Regions from separate parts of the Mus musculus genome. Here region 2 is linked to region 1. Evidence: chromatin contacts called from public promoter capture Hi-C data. All regions are on one chromosome and are shown on one strand. Each heading gives the region's core, a stretch centred on a gene start, on an enhancer-like site or on the middle of the called end of the contact. The rest is flanking DNA. Distances are from core to core; before and after follow the strand shown.

Region 1 (4,517 bases), core at 1,791-4,290:
CCATATATCCAGAAGATGCCCCAACTGGTAAGAAGGACACATGCTCCACTATGTTCATAGCAGCCTTATTTATAATAGCCAGAAGCTGGAAAGAACCCAGATCCCCCTCAACAGAGGAATGGATACAGAAAATGTGGTACATCTACACAATGGAGTACTACTCAGCTATTAAAAAGAATGAATTTATGAAATTCTTAGCCAAATGGATGGACCTGGAGGGCATCATCCTGAGTGAGGTAACACATTCACAAAGGAACTCACACAATATGTACTCACTGATAACTGGATATTAGTCCAAAACCTAGGATACCCAAGATATAAGATACAATTTCCTAAACACATGAAACTCAAGAAAAATGAAGACTGAAGTGTGGACACTATGCCCCTCCTTAGAAGTGAGAACAAAACACCCATGGAAGGAGATACAGAGACAAAGTCTGGAGCTGAGACGAAAGGATGGACCATCTAGTGATTGCCATATCCAGGGATCCACCCCATAATCAGCATCCAAACGCTGACACCATTGCATACACTAGCAAGATTTTATCGAAAGGACCCAGATGTAGCTGTCTCTTGTGAGATTATGCCGGGGCCTAGCAAAAACAGGAGTGAATGATCACAGTCAGCAGGTGGATGGATCACAGGGCTCCCAATGGAGGAGCTAGAGAAAGTACCCAAGGAGCTAAAGGGATCTGCAACCCCCCAGGTGGAACAACATTATGAACTAACCAGTACCCTGGAGTTCTTGACTCTAGCTGCATATGTATCAAAAGATGGCCTAGTCGGCCATCACTGTAAAGAGAGGCCCATTGGACACGCAAACTTTATATGCCCCAGTACAGGGGAACGCCAGGGCCAAAAAGGGGGAGTGGGTGGGTAGGGGAGTGGGGGTGGGTCGGTATGGGGGACTTTTGGTATAGCATTGGAAATGTAAATGAGCTAAATACCTAATAAAAAATGAAAAAGAAAAATTAGTCAGGATGTAAGAACCAGAGGTATTCAGCCTAGAGACCCATGATTGAACAAGACAGGCAAAAACTTTTTTTAAAAAGTCAATGAAATGATGCCTGATGATATTCTCATGTACTCATTGATTGATTGGTGCCCAGTTCAGTTATCGTTGGAGATCATCATCCAGCAACGGATAGGAGCAGACACAGAGACCCACAGCCAAACACTAGGCAGAGCAGCTGGATCCCAAGGAAGAGGACGAGGAAGAATTGTAGGAGTCAGGTATTAAGGACTCTGTGAGAACAGACTGACTAAACAAGTAAGCAGGATTCATAGGGGCTCACAGAGAGGGAGAGAGGGAGGGAGGGAGGGAGGGAGGGAGGGAGGGAGGGAGGGAGGGAGTGAGGGAAGGAGGGAGAAAGAGAAAGAGAAAGAGAGAGGGAGATGAGAGAGAGAAAGGAGAGTGAGAGAAAGGAGAGAGAGAGGAGAGAGAGAGAAAGGAGAGAGAGAGAGAAAGGAGAGAGAGAGAGAAAGGAGAGAGAGAGAAAGGAGAGAGAGAGAGAGAGAGAGAGAGAGAGAGAGAGAGAGAGCGAGAGAGAGAGAGAGAGAGAGAGAGAGAGAGAGAGAGAGAGAGAGAGAGAGAGAGAGAGAGCGAGCTGAGGTAATTCACTACTCAGTAGTGCATGTTGCTTCTTCCCTTCACAGGGGAAGTTCCCTTCTTATTTTCACATATCTCTTTCATGCCCTGAGTCATTCTCATCCCTAAGTGCCTCCCTCATCATCTCACACAGAAGCTTCTCTTCCCAGGTCCTTCTCCTCCCACTTTTGTACCTTCTCCTTGTGTGAACCTCAGAGCTTATTTAAGGCTTCCCATGGTTTTTAATACCAAGAAGGAAAAGCACACCAGAAGTTCTTAGCATGAAAAGTTTAGGACATTTTATGTGAGAGTTTAGAGGACAAAACAAGATTGAAAAGGAATGAAGATAAAATTAAATAATTTAAGAGTAATGAAAAATATAGAGTACAAATGGGAATAGGTGGGGACTATGAAGTAAAAAAATGATTCTAAAACATATGCAGTATACACAGTGCCCAGGAAGCAGCAGAATGAGCGACTGAATTAGTGAGAGAAGGAGAGAGAGAGAGAGAGAGAGAGAGAGAGAGAGAGAGAGAGAGAGAGAGAGAGAGAGAGAGAGAGAGAGAGAGGAAGAAAACTCTTCAACACTTAACACAGGGAGAATATCTTTCAAGATCCCTTCACTGGGTTTACCTGTCACTAGGAAAACCTTTCTCACTTCTTTCCCTCCCTCTTTCTTTATCTCTGAATATTGCCACTAATCTTAGGGTTATAAGTAGCTTTGTATTTCTTTTTTATTTTTTCCAAATTGAGAGTTCTGTGTTTCCTTCTCTGGCTCCCAAAAACTAAAAGAGAGAGCAATGTCCAAGACGTGATCAATTCACTTGTGTGCTACTTCCCATAAATCATGTGACTAAATTAACAAATTAAAGAATGAAGGAAACAAACCAAACAAGTATGAAAGAAATGAATATATATTTATTTTCCTACCTGAAGGTTTCTTCAAAACATGAAGAAAAATAGTTAGAAAAACAATAGAAAAATGATTATTTTGTCTTCTTTTCTTATGTTCCATAATTGGGGTGATCCTCTTGTGCACTCAAACTAAAAGAAAACGAACCAACATACCCAGATCAAAACAAAACAGAACAGGCAAATTTTCTTATGTATAATGTGTTTTAATTTTTTATTTGTGTAGTAAACAATATTGAAGAGATAATATTGAACAGACAAGCTATGTTATTGGTGCAAGAATTGAAAAATACAGTATTTAAAGAAGATGTTATAGAAACAGAATTAGCTGCAAGGATAAGAACAGACACTACTCAGAGTGAGACCCAGAACTCAAATGTCTTAAGCCTGGGCCATAGCCACCCTGTGTAGATATGGTTGTCATCTCTGAAGCCTCACCCTGCAGGGTAACACCCTGGCATTGGCCAATCTGCTCAGAGAGGACAGAGTGGGCAGGAGCCAGCATTGGGTATATAAAGCTGAGCAGGGTCAGTTGCTTCTTACGTTTGCTTCTGATTCTGTTGTGTTGACTTGCAACCTCAGAAACAGACATCATGGTGCACCTGACTGATGCTGAGAAGGCTGCTGTCTCTGGCCTGTGGGGAAAGGTGAACGCCGATGAAGTTGGTGGTGAGGCCCTGGGCAGGTTGGTATCCAGGTTACAAGGCAGCTCACAAGTAGAAGTTGGGTGCTTGGAGACAGAGGTCTGCTTTCCAGCAGGCACTAACTTTGAGTGTCCCCTGTCTATGTTTCCCTTTTTAGGCTGCTGGTTGTCTACCCTTGGACCCAGCGGTACTTTGATAGCTTTGGAGACCTATCCTCTGCCTCTGCTATCATGGGTAATGCCAAAGTGAAGGCCCATGGCAAGAAAGTGATAACTGCCTTTAACGATGGCCTGAATCACTTGGACAGCCTCAAGGGCACCTTTGCCAGCCTCAGTGAGCTCCACTGTGACAAGCTGCATGTGGATCCTGAGAACTTCAGGGTGAGTCTGATGGGCACCTCCTGGGTTTCCTTCCCCTGGCTATTCTGCTCAACCTTCCTATCAGAAGGAAAGGGGAAGCGATTCTAGGGAGCAGTCTCCATGACTGTGTGTGGAGTGTTGACAAGAGTTTGGATATTTTATTCTCTACTCAGAATCGCTGCTCCCCCTCACTCTGTTCTGTGTTGTCATTTCCTCTTTCTTTGGTAAGCTTTTAATTTCCAGTTGCATTTTACTAAATTAATTAAGCTGGTTATTTACTTCCCATCCTGATATCAGCTTCCCCTCCTCCTTTCCTCCCAGTCCTTCTCTCTCTCCTCTCTCTTTCTCTAATCCTTTCCTTTCCCTCAGTTCATTTCTTCTTCTTTGATCTACTTTTGTTTGTCTTTTTAAATATTGCCTTGTAACTTACTCAGAGGACAAGGAAGATATGTCCCTGTTTCTTCTCATAGCTCTCAAGAATAGTAGCATAATTGGCTTTTATGCCAGGGTGACAGGGGAAGAATATATTTTACATATAAATTCTGTTTGACATAGGATTCTTATAATAATTTGTCAGCAGTTTAAGGTTGCAAACAAATGTCTTTATAAATAAGCCTGCAGTATCTGGTATTTTTGCTCTACAGTTATGTTGATGGTTCTTCCATCTTCCCACAGCTCCTGGGCAATATGATCGTGATTGTGCTGGGCCACCACCTGGGCAAGGATTTCACCCCCGCTGCACAGGCTGCCTTCCAGAAGGTGGTGGCTGGAGTGGCTGCTGCCCTGGCTCACAAGTACCACTAAGCCCCTTTTCTGCTATTGTCTATGCACAAAGGTTATATGTCCCCTAGAGAAAAACTGTCAATTGTGGGGAAATGATGAAGACCTTTGGGCATCTAGCTTTTATCTAATAAATGATATTTACTGTCATCTCAATTCTGTGTTTTGATTACTTTTGTTTCTTGCAAGGATTAATGTGAAATATTTATTATATAAAGCAGTTGGGGCATGCTG
Region 2 (4,227 bases), core at 962-3,461, 380 kb before region 1:
CTGCCAATACTTCTCACTGACCTCAAAAGTGCTTTCTCTGATTTCCATTTTGCTAAGCTTTATTTTATCATATTTAAATTTATCCAAAATATGCCTATTTATCCTTTTATTTTATCTGTTCTCCATTATTTTGTGTGTTTCACATGTCAGCAACATATAATTGGATTTTATTTGGAAAACCTTTACTGAGTGTGCAGATTTTAAAATTGAAAATTTGTTCAGACAATGTTGTAGTCGTTAGTGGTATGTTTATTATACTGTTGGCAGGTTTTGCATTTTTTAGTTTGCTATGTGTTCTTTACACTATGCAATCCTCTGCCTATTGCTATTCTGATAATACGTATTTTCTGTTTTCCATAAAATTACCGGCTGTGTAGTGAATTTTGCTTGTGAACATAGAGGTTTTGGAAAAGGCTTGGTGTTTGATTTCGACTATGAGACTTATTGTTCAATTATTGTGTAGTCTTTGGAAGAGAGTGTGTTGCTCTCTGGGTTAGTTTCTACATCTGCAAAATATGGATAATATTATGATGTGTCTTGTAGGTTTTGTTTGTTTCTTAAAGAGAGGGCCTCATATATCCCAGACTGGCCTCAAATTTGCTATTTAGCTCGGGATGAATTTAACTTCTGATCTTCCCTAGTGCTGGGATTACAGGCATGTGGTGGCACCAGGACGTGGGGGGAGGGTGATAAATCTTCTTTCTATAGGCAAAGCAGGCACTATACCATCCAAGCCAGGCCCCAATCTTCTTAGATGACGTTTAGGAAAGTTACAAAAGTGGTTTCATGCTAAGATTTTTCAATTGTCGAATGCTGAAAATTCTCAAAACAAATCTGAGTATTGGGGGGGCGGGGCGGGTATTGCTTCAACTCAGCATTTAGAATAAAAAAATTCTGTGTTCACCCACTAGAGGTCCTTCCAGCATTATATTTAGAAAATACAAAGACTCAGTCTTCTCCAACTCTTAAGCGTTTTCTCCTTCATCCTTAAGGTAGATTGGAGGCTCAGCTTCATATCTACTTCACGAGGCGGCATCAGGCAGTCCTGTCTCAGAGAGCTTGTTTCTGCAGGTTCCAAGGAGGACAGTGACCGAAACTGGGGTGGGTTGGTGTTTTGACAGATCTGGGTTCCGCTTAGGACTGTTCCTTTTACATCTTAAAATCTCTTGTGAATCCTTGCCATTTCACAAGATCTGCATGTACCACCAGGTAAAGGGTGACCCCATGAAAGAATACTGGTCATGGAATCTAGTGATTTGGCTCCTTGGCCAGAGGGATGACTTGAGTTTCTCAAAACAAAACAAAAGAAAAAGAAACAAATCCTTCCCCCCACCTCCCCCAAACAAGGTATAACTGTGTATCCTTGGCTGTCCTGGAACTCTGTAGACCAGACTGGCCTCAAAATTACAGATTATCTGCCTGCCTTCGCCTTCAGAGTGCTGGGGTCAACGGAATGCGCCACCACCATCTGGAGACAAAATTCATTTTTAACGAAGGGTTTCTAAATGAGATAACACATTAGACATGTTGGAGTAAAGTAGGCATCCAAAATTGTTAAATTACTTCATGTTCCCGATAGTGGGACATTCTCTTTAGTGTAATCCTATTCCTGAAGGCAGTTAGAATACTTTTCCCTATACATATCCATGCAGTGATGAATTATATAGACTCAGGGAAAACATGGTCATTTAAATAGGATTAGCATTTTATAAACTGGACAAGTTATTTCTCTTGATTTGGTTTCTATTGAAATGTGGGAATTAACACCAGGGGTCTGATAGCTCTTTGTTAAAGTCATGACCATGACTCTCTTTGGGGTGGAGGGGAATTTGTTTGTTTATTTATTTACTTTGTATGTGAGTGTTTTGCCTGAATGTATATATGTGTATTTATTATGTGTGTGCCTGTTGCCTGCTTAGATCAGGATGTGGGACTGGATTTAGCAGGTGACTGTGAGCCACCATATCCACAAAATAAGTGTCAGAAATCGAACATAAGTCCCCTGGAAGAGAGGCCAGTGCTCTTAACCACTGAGCCATCTCTCCTGCCCATGAGTATTGCTCTTAATGGTAATCGGATTTTCTTTTTCAAATATAGAAAACAGAACTGCTCCCAAAGAGTTTGTGGAGAAAGAGTGAGTGCACAATTGCTCATGCTCACCATACACGCTTGATTTTAGGACAGAAGAACTAATTATTCTTCAGATCTCAATGGTTATGCACAACGTGAGTAGCTACAACACTGGCCCCTTCACTCTCTCGGGCATCCCTGGACTTGAGCAGTACCATGTCTGGATCAGTATCCCTTTCTGCTTTATCTATCTCGTGGCCATCCTGGGCAACAGCATCCTTCTCTACCTTATTGCAGTGGAACACAGTCTTCATTCCCCCATGTTCTTCTTCCTTTCCATGTTGGCCATGACTGACCTCATATTGTCTACCACCTGTGTCCCCAAGACCCTTAGCATCTTTTGGTTTGGTCCTCAGGAAATCAGTTTTCCTGGATGTCTGACTCAGTTATTCTTTTTACACTACAGCTTTGTCTTGGACTCAGCTATCTTATTGGCCATGGCATTTGACCGCTATGTGGCCATCTGTTCACCCTTGAGGTATACCACTATTCTCACACCCAAAACCATTGTCAAAATTGCTGTGGGAATCTCTTTCCGAAGTTTCTGTGTTTTTGTGCCATGTGTTTTCCTTGTGAATCGCCTACCCTTCTGCAGGACACACATCATTGCCCATACCTACTGTGAACACATTGGTGTTGCCCGGCTGGCATGTGCAGATATCTCCATCAACATCTGGTATGGGTTTTGTGTCCCCATCATGACAGTGATTATAGATGTGATCCTCATAGCCATCTCCTACACTCTCATTTTATGTGCTGTTTTTCGCCTTCCCTCCCGAGATGCACGCCAGAAGGCCCTGAGCACCTGCGGTTCCCATGTCTGTGTCATCCTCATGTTCTATATACCAGCCTTCTTCTCCATCCTTGCTCATCGCTTTGGGCGAAATGTCCCCCGCACTTTTCATATTATGTTTGCCAACCTGTATGTAATCATCCCACCTGCACTCAACCCTATTGTCTATGGAGTGAAGACCAAGCAGATCCGGGACAAAGCCATTCTTCTGCTCTTCCCCAAATGATCTCAGTGACTGAAGTCTTGGATCTTGGGCCATTTCATAAAGTATAGTAGGTAAAAGGCTGAACCAGCAACCACTGACCTCCAGGAGACGACACATGGAGCTATTGGGGTTTTGCTTTCTTAGTTATTTTATGCAGAAGCCTCCTCAACCATTTTAGTTTTAGGAAAAGAAGCTCAGAGTTTAGAAGATAAAGGTATTTATCTCGCTTCTGAAAATAAACAACTTATCTTAAGGAGAATCTTTCAATTCTTTTTGGCTGTGCTAAGGTAATAAAGACTCATTGATAACAATGGAAGTTGCTGTTCTGTTTTCACTTAAAATATTTGTGACAAATCAGTTATTTTTTTACACACACCTTAATTCTGTATTTATGCATCATAGTAAGGTAGAAAATTTACTGCTGATCCTATAGATTTCTATATTAAGAAAATTAAATTTGTTCATTTGTGTGTGCATACATGTATATGTGTGTGTGTGTGTATATCAATACGGACACGTGCATGACACAGTTTTCATGTGGAGGCCAGAGGACAACTTGTAGGGAAGGTAGTCCTCTATTTCCACTATGTAGGTTCTGAGGATCAAAGGTAGGTTTTCTACCTTGGGGACAATGACCTTTACTTGCTGAGACATCATGATGTCACAAGTTTCTAGAGTTTGTTTGTTTGTTTTTAAAGATTTATTTATTTATTTAAATGCACGTGAGTACACTGCTGCTCTCTTCAGACACATCAGAAGAGGGAATCAGATCCTATTATAGATAGTTGTGAGCCACCATGTGGTTGGTGAAAATTGAACTCAGGACCTCTGGAAAAGCAGTCAGTTCCCTTAACTGCTGAGCCGTCTCTCCAGCTAAAGTTTCTAGAATTTTAATATGGTTGTTATTATTTATTTCTAAACAACATTAGTTATGTGTCCTGATAACTACCAGGTGCATAGACAATGTTTATCAAGTAATTTCATAGAAAATCTTAATGAAATCATTAATCAGTATTGCAAATGTTTTTCTTAGGAGAGGATTAGAAATACACACACACACACACACACACACACACACACACACACACACATTTTATGT

Evidence for each region. Promoter capture Hi-C pulls out the DNA fragments that hold promoters and counts their contacts.
Region 2: a contact with region 1 is called in a promoter capture Hi-C map of pre-B cells. The contact joins the promoter of Olfr649 here to the promoter of Hbb-bt in region 1. A contact is called at or near these places in 2 of 39 promoter capture datasets (hippocampal neurons and pre-B cells) and 3 of 484 Hi-C or Micro-C datasets (LSK cells, embryonic stem cells and granulocyte-monocyte progenitors).

What each region holds. Positions count from the first base shown.
Region 1 is chr7:103,812,446-103,816,962 of GRCm38.p6, reverse strand. It overlaps Hbb-bt (hemoglobin, beta adult t chain), which reads left to right and starts at 3,040. Exons shown (of 3, transcript NM_008220.5): 1 at 3,040-3,185; 2 at 3,302-3,524; 3 at 4,179-4,439. The coding sequence starts at 3,094. The coding sequence ends at 4,307.
Region 2 is chr7:104,188,189-104,192,415 of GRCm38.p6, reverse strand. Olfr649 (olfactory receptor 649) reads left to right here and starts at 2,211. Exons shown (of 1, transcript NM_147055.1): 1 at 2,211-3,149. The coding sequence starts at 2,211. The coding sequence ends at 3,149.